Linked DNA regions of Oryctolagus cuniculus: region 2 is linked to region 1. The links are chromatin contacts, called in public Micro-C maps. All regions are on one chromosome and are shown on one strand. The core of a region is the stretch at or near the end of the contact, and the rest is flanking DNA. Distances in the headings are between cores, read along the strand shown. Region 1 holds the start of NUP37 (nucleoporin 37). Region 2 holds the start of IGF1 (insulin like growth factor 1).

What was found. Hi-C and Micro-C count contacts between places; a contact is called where the count stands out from the background.
Region 2: a Micro-C map of ear pinna shows a contact between it and region 1, with 9 times the contacts expected there. The contact joins the promoter of IGF1 here to the promoter of NUP37 in region 1. A contact is called at or near these places in 2 of 6 Hi-C or Micro-C datasets (ear pinna and skin fibroblasts).

The regions. Positions count from the first base shown.
Region 1 is chr11:105,068,542-105,076,011 of mOryCun1.1, forward strand. NUP37 (nucleoporin 37) reads right to left here and starts at 5,997. Exons shown (of 10, transcript XM_051845824.2): 1 at 5,889-5,997; 2 at 4,403-4,623. The coding sequence starts at 4,558. It overlaps PARPBP (PARP1 binding protein), which reads left to right and starts at 5,052. Exons shown (of 12, transcript XM_070052776.1): 1 at 5,052-5,190; 2 at 6,667-6,737.
Region 2 is chr11:105,415,907-105,423,523 of mOryCun1.1, forward strand. It overlaps IGF1 (insulin like growth factor 1), which reads right to left and starts at 1,626. Exons shown (of 5, transcript NM_001082026.1): 1 at 1,612-1,626. The coding sequence starts at 1,626. It overlaps LOC108176710 (a long non-coding RNA gene), which reads left to right and starts at 4,383. Exons shown (of 5, transcript XR_001793427.3): 1 at 4,383-4,842; 2 at 5,497-5,591.

The sequences.
Region 1 (7,470 bases), core at 4,747-7,246:
TTTAAAGTTCAGGAGCCTAATCATAGCTGACTTCATAGATTGGGTTACATCTGTTTTTCCACACTTGACAAATCAATCTTCTAAAAATGAGGTTTCTATATGAGAACACATTATTTTGCTACTGTAACAATAGTGTTGACAATTAGGTCCTCTGTTACCCAAAGAATAAGTGGAATTATTGGGTGGTCACAGGGATAAAGAAATTGCAGGGACTGTGTAGCCTGAGCTTTATGTATTACCAGGAAAACTTCTTTCCTGGCAGCAGTGCTTGCCCCTGAGCCAACTAAAAGGCCAGAGCATGTGTGTGGTATAGGCAGAGACGAAGGCTATTTTGGGTTTAGTTTGGGGTGTAGGCGGTATTGTATAGGCAGGAAATTAAGAAACTTTGGAAAACTTGCTATAATACAAATGATTATACAAGGCTCCAAAATATTTGAGGTTGGGGCAAAGCCAGGTCAATGGAAGGGATATTCTAAGGGTTTGAAACTGGTAGGTCCTCCCACCACACCCATTTAAGTCCAAATGCAGACATTTAGCTTTGAGACTGTGGAGTTCACCTAGTCCAAATCTTCTATTTAATGCTTTAATGCATCTTAACATTAGAAAAGTTTGCACAACCTCTCCCTGAATGCTTGTAGCAAGAGGCAACCAGCTACTTCTTTGGGGGCTCATTCAAAGGGAAGGTGGTGCTAGTTAACTGGAAGAGTTCTTAACATGAAGTCAAAGTCTGTTTCTGTGTAAATTCTACTCATTGCTTCAAGTTCTGTCTCTCAAACCATACAGAGTAGTAAGTCTGATCTAAAGATGGGAAAGCATCTAGCCAGAGCTGATCTCTCCTGGGTGAACACACTCAAGAAACAGAATCACTATCAGACTTAAGCTCTGTTAGCTACCACAGCAATCAAACAGAAGTAACAACTTTAACCTACTTACCATTTTGAGTCCAATACTTCTTCCACAAGAGTTTAAACATTTTAATATTAATTTGAAATCTGTTATCAAATGTATTATCTCGGTTGAATCAAAGAGCATTTCTGAGAAGCCAATACCCATGTGAGGTCTTAAGTACTTGAAATATGGCTAGTTCAATTTGGTATGTGTATACTGTATAAATTATAGCATGAAGAAAATATATAATATCTAATTTTTATATTGTTTACATGTGAGATATTTTGGACTCTCTTCACTTTTTATAATACGGCTACTACATTTTTATTTGAGGTTCACATATATCTAAATAGCACAAAATTAGCTCCTTTTGGCAGTTTAATCAATGCTCAGACTCACAGTGAACAATAAGGTGACTAAAAACCACAAATCACAATCCTCCCATCTAACTCTAGAAGCCTATCATTTTAAGACTTTTTATCAGGAGATGGTGCTGTGGCATTGTGGGTTAAGGGGTCATCTGTGGTGCCATCATCCCATATGGGCAATGGTTCGAGTCCCAGCTGCTCCACTTCTGATCCAACTCCCTGCTAATGTGCCTGGGAAAGCAGTGGAAGATGACCCAAGTGCTTGGGCCCCTGCATCCACATGGGAGATCCTGGAATAAGCTCTGGGCTCCCGGCTTCAGGCTGGCCCACCCTGGCTGTTGCAGCCATTTGGGGAACGAACCAGTGGATGGAGGAACCCCCCCACTCTATAACTCTGCCTTTCAAAACAAATAAATCTTTCAACTTGCCTCATTAATTCAACCTACAGTGCTTAGATTCTGAGCACAGAGCCTAAAATACAGGAGGTACCCCATAAACAATGTTACAGTCTGTTATCTAAAGCATCTCAGTTTCCTCAGCTTCATGTTCCACTTAAATTGAATGTTCTCATTTGCATTCCACTAGAGGCATCAGTTCATTAATGAAGACTCTTAGACATTTTCGTATTCCTTCTGCCTCCTTTCCATTCAGGGCTTTTTACAGTGATTTTCTTCTTGCACTACTTTACATTAAGTATCTCCTTTATGTCTTTTTTTTTTTTTCTTGAGAGAGGCAGAGACAGAGAGAGAGGTCTTCCATCTGCTGGTTCACTCACTAGATGGCTGCAATGGCTGGAGCTGCACTGATCCAAAGCCAGGAGCCAGAAGTTTCCTCCAGGTCTCCCACGCGGGTGCAGGGGCCCAAGGACTTGGGCCATCTTCTACTGCTCTCCCAGGCCATAGCAGAGAGCTGGATAGGAAGCAGAACAGCCAGGACTAAAACCAGCACCTATATGGGATGCTGGTGCTTCAGGCCAGGGCTTTAACCCACTGTGCCACAGCGCCGGCCCCCTCCTTGAAGTCTTTGTTTTACCCTCTTGGTACCTAATATGCACTTTGCCTTTTTGATAGGAATGTAAAAATCTTTCAATGTGGAAAATGTTCAAAGGACGGGGCCCATGCCACCCAAGAGGGAGACCCAGAGGAAGTTCTGGGCTCATGGCTTCAGCCTGGCCCAGTTCCAGCTATTGTGGCCATTTGAAGAGTGAATCAGTGTATGGAGGATCTCTTTCTTTCTCTCTCCCCCTCTAACACTCTGCCTTTCTAATAAACAAGTCTTCAAAAAAATTATACATTCAGTTATTAATTTTAAAAAGTAATGAAGTAAAAAGTTAGTTTTATCTATGGGGACTGCTTTATTCTTTTGTAAACTGGTGACCTGCATTAAACAAAGGGTTTCTCCTTAGTCTTTTTCAAGAGGATGTTATACTCTGTCTTAAATCATATGATTTTTTATGATCCTAACCTGGTAGCTCAACTGAAATCAGGCTGAGGGACATATGTAGCCCAAAAGCTAGAAATTTCTACCTCCACTGGATGAGATAATGTGCCCAAGAGCTCCGATATTCTACCTAAATACCAATAAACTGAAATCTTGATATCATACTTCACTTCAGGATAGATATGATGGGATTTGAAAAAAATTCATAGAAAAAAATGAATTAATAAGATATACAAATTTTCTTGAACTTTTGGAAGTACCCTCATATGAATGCATCTCAATTTTGTATAACTTTATAAATTTATGGTCCTATAAAATGTTAAACTGCATTTCTGATGTTAAAACATAAGAAGGGATGCCATTTGGCACAATGGTTAAGCTGCCAACTGGAAAAGCTACATGCCTTATCAGATAGCCTATGTCGGAGTTCTTGCTCCACTTCTGATTTCAGCTTCCTCCGAATGTGTATTCTGGGAGGCAGCAGTTTGGGTCTCTGCTATGATGTGGGAGACTGATTGAGTTCCAGGCCCTTGGTTTTGTCTTGGCCCAACTTGGGCCAGTGCAGACACTGGGAGAGTGAACCAGTGGATGGGACTCTCTCCTTCAACTAAGTGAAAATAAATTTAATAAACAAAATAAAAACCAAAGAACATTGTAGAGGCAGGATTGCTCCTGAGTAAAAGAGGAAATGTCTACAATAATAGACTACTACTTCAGTGACGAAGTTATCTTAAGTCTTTGAAAATTGGTCACTGCTGCATTACTTCATCTATTAATCTGAGTAACATAGTTCTATGAATAATGCTCTGGTGAACAATGAACTGACCAGAGACTCCTCAGGGTTGAACATTGTGCTTATTCAAAAGTTTGTCTTACATGCAGACTAGCTTTCCTGTGAAAGAACATGGTGTGCTCACCACAAAGCAATCTTAACTTTGGTGATATAAAGGGTCTGAGACTGAGTGTCACTGTTGCCCATATCAATGACAATGAAACATACATAGATCACAACATGCCAGATGCCTTCTGGGAATCTTATACATACATATACTTACTAATTACATCCTCATAAAACTCTCTATTAATGGAATATTATTTCTCATCTTTATAGGAGAGATTAAATACCTGCTCAAGGTTGCCAAGCTATTATGAGGTATAAAAAGCAGAAGTAAATACTTTGTTCTAGAATTCATGCTCTTGGTGGCTATGCCCAACTGCCTGTTCAGTTAATAACGATCTCATACTTTGTTTACTCCAGATGTACGTTTTAGAGGTATAAAATGTACGAAAACAAATAGGAAAGCTGAATAATAGGAAACCTGTAAAATCTCCTGGAAGATAATTTTTTAGACTTTCATTATTAGTTTGTTTCCTATGTCAAAGCAGAATGCAGAAAAACTGTAATTCATTGGATCTCAATTGCGGCTTTTGTTGTATATTATAATGTTTAGTCAGTCATGTACTTCAATTACATGAATCATTCATTACTAATCATGAGTCAAAAGAGGAGTTTCACATTCCTTTTATCACCATCTGCATTTTTACACAAATCTTAACCAAATATTGCTGGGATGTCTTTCTATGTGGATCTTTTTTTTTAAGCATTTAAACTCAATACACACTTTCAAAGTTTAGCTTTTGTTCATGTAAGTTTTCTTATCAGTGAAATATGTTCACTCTCATTCACTGCAGTTTTTCACACTAACCTGAAATGTACACGTGCCAATGACCACAAAGTTATTGCCTCCATATGCAATTAGGTTTCCTGAATCCCCACTCTCAAAGGGGTTAAATTCCACCACGTGCACATAATCTTCACAATCCACAGTGTAAGTAGCATTTCTTGTGGCATTTTGCTTCATATTGTATGTCAAAACTTGAGCAGATGTAAAAATAAAACAGCCTTCTACTGCACAACGTCACAAAACTGTGGATTACAGCACAGACACAATTAGCAATGGTCAAAGTGTTATTCAGCAAATGAATCAAAACATGGTTCTGGCATTGCAATGCTACACACAATTCAAAAGAAACATTTAAAAGTACTTCCCAAGGGGCAAAAACTGCAGGAAAAAACAGCCAATCTAATTATTAATGGCTGAACATTTGTTCCACAATCTTCTTCTTTTAACCATACTCATCAGAGATACCCACAGAATAGTAATATCATAAAATTCTGTTTATGTAAAAGATATCCTGAGTATTTGAAAATGGAATAATTTTAATAGAAAATATATTCACAAAATTGAGACTTAACATTTATAGAGTACTATTTATTAGGTGTCATGTTAAGCATTTTACTGATACTATCATAGCCAATATGTGCACATCCTCGTTTTACAGATGAAGAAACTGAAAAGTTAACTAATTTACCAAGTGGGCAGTTAACTAATTTACCAAGCTCAAAAGCAGAGCCAGGAATTGACTTTGTTGTGTTGGGTACCAGTGCTGGAGAAGGAAACCACAGCTTCCTGCCTTGAAGATCACAACTTAGGTATGGTTTTGATCCAGCGTGAAAAGTGCTACCATATAAGCAGTTAAAAGGAGCTCCAAAATGCGTAATATAAAAACAACATTTGTAAAACCAGGCACAAAATTTTACCCAACCTTCAGGGCCTAGTGTGTGCAGTTTGCAAGTAGCATTCCCACATGAGAAATATAGATTTTTAAAATATAGATTTTAAAGGTTTTCTTCTTTTCATTACACCAAACCCAAATTCAGAGTTGTCGGGCAAACTGATGAACTCAGTAACAAAAGCATACAGCATCTGATGATTATCTACTGAGAATCAGGTGAATCCTACGTCCGGGGGGCTTATGAACCTCAACGAATAGGCAGAAGGACTGCACATTTATTCTGGGTGATTAGATATCCACGCAAGAGATTAGAGGTCAGGAAACCGGGTCCCAGCACCTCACCTATTACTCATTAAAGCAATGCCTGGGGTCACTACGTCCTTAGGGCCTCCCGCACAAGGCGGACTGCTGGCCTCTCCAGACCTACAAGGAGTGAAGGGCCAAGAGAAGTCCCGACAGTGAGCCCCCGCGCCTGGCCAGCCGAGTCCCTAGAGACTCCGCTCCCACCTCCCTGAGCCCGAGATGGGAGGCAGGAATTCCCAGGAACAGGGTGGAAGCGTAGGGAAACCAGAAGCCGCAGAGCGCTGCGCCTCAGGCTCCCACAGGGATACGCACCGGAGAGCGCCGAGAAGCCACCAAAAGCAACCTGGTCTCCGCTGCAGGCAGAGGAGGCGTGCGCCGGCTCTGCTTCCGGGTCGGAGGGCGAATGCAGCGATTGGCTCCCAGGCCCTCCCGCGAGATTTAAAATGTAACCCGTGGGCACTGCGGTAGCTGCGGGACGACTGCCGGGGGGAACCTGGACTTGGTGGGTTCTGCGCCTCCCGCGTCTGCCGGTGAACCGAGCCGGGTGAGTCCTGGTTTCGTCTATGCCTGCCTGTGGCACCTGAAGTGGTGATTCAGGCTGGGGAGGGCATTTCGGCGACAGTCGAGTGCCTGTGACCGTCTAGGTGTTTTTTGGGCAGTCGCTTCGCTCTGGAGCTTAGGTGGGTCTGGGGCGTTATCTGAAGTTCACAGCACCCACATTTTGTTTATTGTGCACCTACTAAGTGCCTGGCACGAGTGGATTATGAGCCCATTTCTATGAGGTAGGAATTACCGTTCCCTTTTTACATGTGAAGATACCTAATGCCCATCAGATTTTAAATGCGAAAGGATGTGCAGCCAACACACGGGAGGGGGAGAGAGGACTGGATCTGAACACAGCTGTGACTGGAAAATAAAGTTATTTCACCATCTCACATTGCCTCCCAGCCACAACTTCCTGTCTCACAATTTGGCTCGAGTGCATCTTGGAATCTAGCTTTTTTTTTTAAAAAAAGTGTTTATTATCTCTGCTGCCTTCTATGACTGGCTTTTTTTTTTTTTTTTTTTTTTTTTTTTTTTTTTTTAATAGCTCAGCCTGCCAATCAGAGTGCTTGCTTATTCACTGCGTTCTCACAACTGGCTGAAAGCTAAGTAAAGAGGGTGGGTATTCTTTCCTGGTTTCTGTGTGATGATGATAGCTCTACCTGGACAGCCAGGTGGAAAGCTTCTCACCTCATAGGGCAGTCTCAGAGCAGCAAGACAGCACCTCCAAGACCTCCCCCCACTGGATCATTTAAGACAATTCAAAGAACTCAGCCTATAGTGATAGTCGCAGGTCTGAGTTATTGCAGCAAAGGGCTGCAAAGCAAAGTCAGCAAAAGTAAAAGGCTAATGGGGCAAGGTGGAGGGAAGACCAGGCACAGAAGACCGAAGGTCCTCTCCTTGTAGAGTCACCGGGACACGCTGAATTCTTCTGCAGCTTGTGGTGGAGTGTTGTCTGTTAGGGAAGCTTGTTAGAGACTCAGTGCCATGATTTCCAGTGGGTGCCAAACACAGAGGAATCCTCTGTCTGGCATGTACCAAATTCCAGACTTGGGAGGAAAGCAAGTATTTGGGATAAAGTAACTTTGGTTTGAAGGATACCCAGCATTCCTACCATATTAACTCTTCTACATGGGTCTCTTAAAGCCTAGACTCAGAATTCTTACAATGACATTCTCACCACATTCTATTGGTCAAGTCAAGTCACAAGGCTGGCCCCGACTCAACGGGGTGGAAAAACAGAACCCTTTTGGGACGATATAGGAACTTTTTTTTCCTTGAGTGATCTACCATAGATACTACCTCTACTTCAAAACAAATGTTTTTAAATACAGCTTTAATTAGTTTTGTC
Region 2 (7,617 bases), core at 376-2,875, 340 kb after region 1:
AGATGATCATTAAATTTTTCCATATTGCTACTTGTGACACAGGGATGTGCTTTTTTCCAGGAAGCTCCTAAGGTGAGCAACTTCGCCTTTCTCTCACCTTTCGCATCTACTTTCAGCAGCACAGGAAGAACCACAGACAGGAAGTGAGGTGAAGGACCCTATCCCAGGGGTCATGGACTTAGGCTGGAAGCCATAATTATTAAAGAGCCTTGTTTTGAACCTCTCCAGAGGGGCAGGTCCATTGAATCCCATCAGTTTTGGAGAAACAGGCTCAGTCATTGATTTTCTGGCCACCCGCCTTGTCCTCCATGAACTCCCAACTTAATGGCTCTGCATCAGTGGCAGTGTTTGCTCCATCATTTTAATTAAGATTTCCATTTTTGTGGCCAGACCTTCAGCCCAGCAACTGGGAAAAAAACCCAAACCCTGACTCTTGTTAACACAGTATAAATATTTAGTTAATGCTTGTAAAACAGTGGAAGATGAAAAGCACCCTCTATTTGCAAATCATCATAAATAATAGACATAAAATATAAGAGGAGGTAAAAGCTCATCTGGACATTGACTCCATTTTGACAACTCATTTTCTCAGCCTCAGCATGGAACCCTCCACTCCCACAAAGCCAAAGCTGCTGGGGCTGTGAGGAACAAGTCATCACCCAGTGCTCATTTGTCTTAGTTGTAAAAGAAGTAGTTGGGGGTTTCCCCTTCAGTCTTTGCAGAGGGAACCTCAGCCAACCCACCCCACTGTACTTCATGGCTCTTTTCAAAAGAGCAAAGCCGTGACTGACCTTACAGAGCGTGTCCCCACACCCTGGCAATGGGCCAGCTCCAGAACCTATGTGATTTCACCAGTCCTGCTTCTCCACCCCTCCCTTCCTGGAGGAGCTGATGATAATGCTGAGAGCTAAGCACCTGCAATGGTGGATGCCTTCAAGTTCTTTACTTTTTGTGCAATCCAGGGTGGGGGAGGGGCTGTCTCAGTTTATAGCCTTAGTGAATTCAGAACTTGATTAGGTGGCAAAACCCTATTTTTAACAGCTATTTCTGATAGAACACATTTAAGTCCAGCAATACTCCTATATCTCTAGCATTTACAAATTTAAGCTTTCTAGATAGATTTTCCCCCCTCTTTTTCTGAGTTCTATTGTCAGATAAATATCAGTACTTATAGTTCTTGCCCAAGATAGAACCTCCTGTGCATTTCCTTTTGGTTCAGGGAACAGTCCAGTCCACCCCCAGAGAACCAGAGGATTTATCACATCATGTTCCCACCAAAGAAAACAATAACGAACTTGCTTAAGAGTTAAAAGTTTGAAATAAGTGTCCCCATATGCTCCTCATTCCCCTGGCCTTTTATTTTGCCAAATACAAAAGCCTTGGCGATAGAGAAAAACAGAAGATGTGATAGAGGGGGAAAAGGAAGAACCAGAAAGAGAAGAGAAAAAAAAAAGCAATATAGTTCCTCAAAAATCAGTCACCAATCCAGATTTTTTAAGAGTTCTCTCTTTCTAGCTCAGAGAGATGGCATATCAGTCGAGCCCAGATGTCTACACTGCACCAAAAATGCCCAGTAAAATTTGAGGGCAATAGTCATAAGAAAATACTCACTGTAGGTGTAATCATTTTTGTTTGTTCCAGGTCTTTTACAGCAGGTTAGGGTGGGTATTATGAGGCTGATGTGCATAGAAAACGAAGGACTTAAAAGCATGTGCTGCCTTGGGGGTGGGGTTTGTGAAAGCTTCTAGTTACATTTGGACACCCAGGCAGGTATGCTGTGAGCCTGAGTAAACTGCTTTTTGTCAATTCAAACAATGAACAAATTGCACAGCTGGCATCTGAGTCCATCCTCCCTCCCCCCACCCCCCCAGTCAAACCACTCATTTCCACCGTGTGTCTCCTGCAGCTGGCCGGGAAGAGTGGCCCGAGCCCCAGCCTGCTCCTCTCCTCCCTTGCCCAGGCTCACCAACTTGGAAATACCTTGCCACTGGGCGTACAATCAGCATCTGGTTTCCTGGGGGGTCTGTCTCTAGACAGGACACTTACGCTGTTTGAATTATGTTTGAACCAGCACACAGTTCCCTCGAGCCACTTCCTGCTGTAAGTACAGCTGCCAACTCCACTTCTGAAACGCTTAGCGTACACGGCATGAAAAGTTCACTTGGAGACAATTTCCCCAACTTGTACTGAATGCAGACAGAACCCTCCACAGCCTGGCTGCTGCTCACCTAAGCAGGCAGACAAAACCCCCAGCTGCCTGACCCCCGAGGTGATATATGCACTGCCTGCCTTTCTTTCAAAGCAAGTTGGCCAGAGCGTGTGTTGGCATCTCAAGGACAGCAGAATCAGGTGCCTGACAAGGCTGTATCCTCAACTCCCAAGCCACTTCCTCTGCTAAGAAAGATCCGAGTGATGAAGTACTGAAAGCAGCGAATGAATGCTGCACTAAGTGGCTGGGACGGTTTATGAACTGAGCCCTCAGGCAATTGCTTCGGAGGAGCCAGTGACAGCGGCTTAAAAGTGCTTGCAAATTGAAAAAACACAAGTCGTAAAGGATATAATTTTGCTGAGAATGGAAACTTGAACCAGGGCCAGTGATCAAAAACGAGAAGTTGGTGCATTGACAACGGCAGCCAAATTTACCTAAAGAGACTTTGCAACAGGGCAGATAAAATCAGACATTTACAACACAAAATCCCAAGTCCAAACTTTGCCCAGAAAAAGTCCTCTCCGGGAGAGAAAACACTGGACAAGCAGCTGCTACAAAGTGTCTGCTTCCCGTATACAGTATGCATTTGTTTAGATTGTACGAATATGCAAGGTCAGCAAGAGTTGTCAAGGACTTCTTTTTCATAAGAGCAAATTAAACTTTGCTCTAACTTTGTCTCTCTGGGCAGTAAGTGCAGGGAGTTCCGGAACCTTAGATCTAAAGATCATATTTAAAAGCTTTAATACCATCTGAAATGGAACTCTTTACATGAGGCATGTCTTGTAAAATAAAGTCCTGACAAGCACACACACACACACACACACACACACACACATACAGCGGTCTTAAAAATAAAACATCTGCACCTGCAAAAGAAAGAAAAGATCCCAAAGTTCATATCCACGCTCTGTAGCCCTTAGCCATAGACAGGATTTAAAGGAATCTTCTATAATGACACCACCGAAGCCCTGCAGAAGTGGAGGATTTAGCATAAGTACCTTGCAATAGTTTCTACTCATAAAGATATCTATGCGAATGCATCCATCTCCCGGAGCTATTTTTTCAGATCCCACAGAACTGCATATTCAGCAATTTATAAATAACTCCCAGTTCCGAAACAATGAAAAATGTAAAGTGAATATCAGTTCTAGGCAGAAGAAAAACAGTACACAATTTAAGTAAAATTCCCCCAATGACTTCAAAGAGAAAAAAAAAATATTTACCTTCAAGAAATCACAAAAGCAGCACTTAAATAATTGGGTTGGAAGACTGCTGATTTTTCCCATTGCTTCTGAAGTACACAGTCTGGAAATGAATTGGTTAGCAGGAATAATGAGGCAAAAAGAGATCCAGAGAGATGGGAGATGTTGAGAGCAATGTCACATTTCAATTTTGAGGACTTTATTCCATTGCGCAGGCTCTATCTGCTCTGAATTTAGCAGTGACAGTGAGATTTAGCAAACAGAAGAGGGATTTAGAGAAAATCCTCACATTTATCTACAAAACACAGACACTGTAGACAGGAAACAGCTGGGGGAACATTTGCCTTCTCTCTCTCTCCCTCTTCTGGCAAAGTTATCGAGTAAGGACTTTTTTGGGCATGGTGACAAATAACATCATACCTTTGCATTTTAAAACTAGAGCACAGAAGAATTTTTTTCCCTTAAAAGAATGTGTGTTAGTGACAGGGTTAGTAGGCATGAAGACACTCAGACTGCCATGGAAAATAAGGGTCTGCTTTCTGAGCAAGTCTGCGAATGCCACTTACCAGTATGACAGGGATACACGTGGGGGATGGGTGAACAATTTTCTTTTTATCTTAGGGAAAATACAGTTTTTTTTTTTTTTTGAAAATAAAAAAAAAGAAAGGAAGGAAGGAAAGACCACCTCTAGCAAACGCTACAATTTTAACCCTGAAATGACCAGAGATTGGCAGACAGAGCTCAGGTGACCCCTTGTCACAGGTGCCAAATGAGGGAAATGATCTCATTTCCTAGAACCTACTTACAGAAGGGGCAGGTGGCATTGGATTGGCTCCCTTTAGGATACTGGCCGACGCTTTTTGCCCAGGTCGAGGCAAAGACTATGCTGAGCTGTAAAACGAACTGAAAAATTAAAATAAAATCGTGTTCTTCATTTTTGTTACCATTAAACATTCTAGGGGAATGGCACTTGAGGGGCAAACTATTGTTCATATTTTTCTGCAAAACTGGAACCTCTGTGTGTGTGTGTGTGCGTGTGTGTGTTCTTTCTCCAATCTGTCTGCATTCTAAATAACACCAGCTGGCTAGCTTTACCCTCTCAAGGGTTATGATGTCATTCAAATCCCTCAACTGGGTGAGTGGCCGGCAGCAGGGTCCAAGCCAGCTGTTTTGCTATTTATAATGTATACTTGGCTTGGCCCGGGAGAATCAAGGTCTTATCTTTTGTGGATACAATTTGTACCTATTTCTCTTTGGCTTTCCGAGGCACTTGATAAGAAAGTGGATTATGAAACGTGGTTGCAAAAGCCCAGATCAGACATAGTCCTTCTCCTGGATGTTTCACATGCATGGTGGAAATACCTGGATCTCGTGTGTTACTTGTCACTGTCAGGGGACTTGACAACACTGACACGTCGACTGAACCCCAAGGTGGCTGTTTATATCCTCCTGTAGCCAGAAGTTTGTGTGTAGAGGGAGACACTTTCAAAGGAAAACTTATTTGTTTTTGCAGAGGGTTGGGTCTGGTGATGTCTCCTGCATGGTTAATAACTCAGCAATATTTACCTTCCAGAAACACCAGTGAGAGATCTGGGGTCATGTTTTATTCAGCATCATTTTTCTGAGGACCTACTATACGCCCAATGACACAGATCCATAGAGAGACAAAAAGGGCCAAGCGTAGTCAAGACTTCTTGGGGCTTTTGGCTGAGGGACAGGGAGGGAAAGTTCATTGTCATGTGGTGAGTATGTGCTCTTTTAAAACTATGAACAGTACACAGTAGGAGGGAGCGACACATTTCTCTGGAAAGACAGGGAAGTGAAACGTTTTCGAAAATCCAGGATGGGGGAAGAGGGATTGCCTACAAGAGGTTTGAGGTACAAAATTGGGACGGGTCAGGGAAGACCTGAAGAGTATACAAAGTCGTGTCATCGAGAGACAGCCGTCTGGGTGAATCCAGATATGTGAGCAACCCCTGCATTGAAAGAATCATCCAAGGCTTCCTTTCAAAAGTTTTCATTGCGCACTTGATTTATGACTTGACTTACCCCATGTCTTTTTTTTTTTTCCTGCCACTTTCCCAGATCCCACCCTCTGCAAAAAAGCCAAGTCCATGCTCTTCTTAGGGACCTTGATGACATAGTGCATGGAACCAGAGTTCAACTCATGTGTCTCGCAGGTAAGAACGAACTTTGATTTCCAGGTGTGCAGGGTCAGGTGCAGGCTGGAGCCTTGGCTCTGGTCCTTTGTTCCACCACAGGCTACCTTCCCAGGGGCAAGCCAGCACTTTGTCCCATGCTTCCCGTTGCTGTGTCGGCATCCCATGACCATTCCAATTTCTCCTGGAGGCTCACTACATTTGCCTGAGTCTGTCCCCCTGTCTGATGTGCCCCCTTGGTACACACTGGGCACAGATTACCTTATCCTCAGACCCTTCTGTATGAAATACTGCTCTGGGGACAGAACACCTACCATCCCCTCACACACAGCACTCCTGCAACATCGACACACCGACGATCTTGGTTTTATAACCCCAATTACCCTTAAAGGATAATTGGGTTTTAATTTATGTCCCAGTTTTTGTCACAATCAAAGAAAACTGAAATTTCAGTGGGTCATAATTGTCATCAGCTGTGCTGTGGAACCATTCCGATGTGAGCTATCAGTTTCCAATGGAGGAAGCAATTTCCTGAAGTGATTAATGTAGATTTAAATTTGGAGAAGGGTCTATATTTCTGGTGGGGGGGGGGGGGACTAGCAACAGAGCAGGGCTGTCGTTCCTAGAGAAACGGCCGTCTTCTTGGCTAATTCCAGGAGGCAATATGAAAGGAAGGGCAATAACTGGGCCACGTGATTCCTTTTTAATGACTGACGGCTGTCCCTGATTAAGGGAAAAGGAAACAAATGCACCTATTCCTAGAGACTCGGAGGTGCTGGTAAATCTGGCGCCGGGGGCAAGTTCAGGTCAGGAAGTCCCACTGGAGAGGAACGTTTAGGGTCATTCTGAAACTGCTGAGCATTAGGCAGCCCTTCGCCTGGAAAAACATCTGACGAGGAGGCACGGGAGTTGGGTGCCACCAAAACAGCTAACTGCCAGGATGTGCTCATCCTGAGAACATGCACTCCTGGAAATTCAGATTCACAGCTCACTTTTTGCATGTGTAACGCCTGTGAGATATAAATGACCCTCTGTGAGCTGGCTTCCTGAGTAGCGCATTTGCATAAAAGCTACAGCCTCTGGGGACTTCTGACACCTTTCTTAAAAAAAAAAATGTTCATTTCCTTAAAGGGCAAGCTGGCTGAGGTTCACAGAAAGGGGAACCCAGGGTCTCCCTCTTTTGCTATGTTCCCTGCCTAACCTGGAGAGGAGGTCACCCCAAAGGTAATTTCATACCCATGTGCAATAGGACATATTTGCGATTTATTTCATGAATAATCTTTGCTGACTCCCCTCACCCCCCCCCCCAAAAAAAAAACCCTTAGAATGGATATTTTAAGGAAAGAAAACTTTGGAATCGAATACAGGGTGAGGCCTAAGGTTCCAGGGCAATCTATAGGGGAAAGAACTTGTGGGAAACCATTGGGTATTTCTCTTGGATCATGGTTGGTGAGGACTGTAGTCCTGAGATCAGGTAGTGCATTCTCCAGTGTTTGAGGTCAAGAACTTGTCCATCCGGAATGTGAAAGAGGAAAAAGCTGGACCTCAATCTGCAGCAAGAGGGCTGATGTTAGCTCTGAAAGATCTGCTCAGAAGGACCCCTGTCACCTCTCCTAACACACACACACACACACACACACACACACCCCACCCCTAGAAGATCTTAGCTCCAGGGAGCATTCCCCCCACAGCTAGGAAAATGGTAATAGGAAGGAGAGAGAACTCCTCGGACTAAAGAAATCAATGCTTTCTTTTCAACACCAAACTTGGATCTTATTTCTTCTAAAATGTCAAAAGGACAAATGCTGGAAACAAACGAAATTGTTGTGGTTTTGTGAGCAAAAGAACTTCGTTATGGCAGCGGAGAAGTCACTGCATGGGGTAAAGATGGGTGGGTGGAATGAGAGAACTTGAGGGCTCACCACATTTGCCCCATGTTGAATTCAAAGTGGGAAAACCAGACACCAATTCCAAACCTCAGGGGTACAACCCACGTAGGCGCTTTCTTTGGGAATTGAAAAATGTGCGCGCCCTCTAGTGGGCTTCT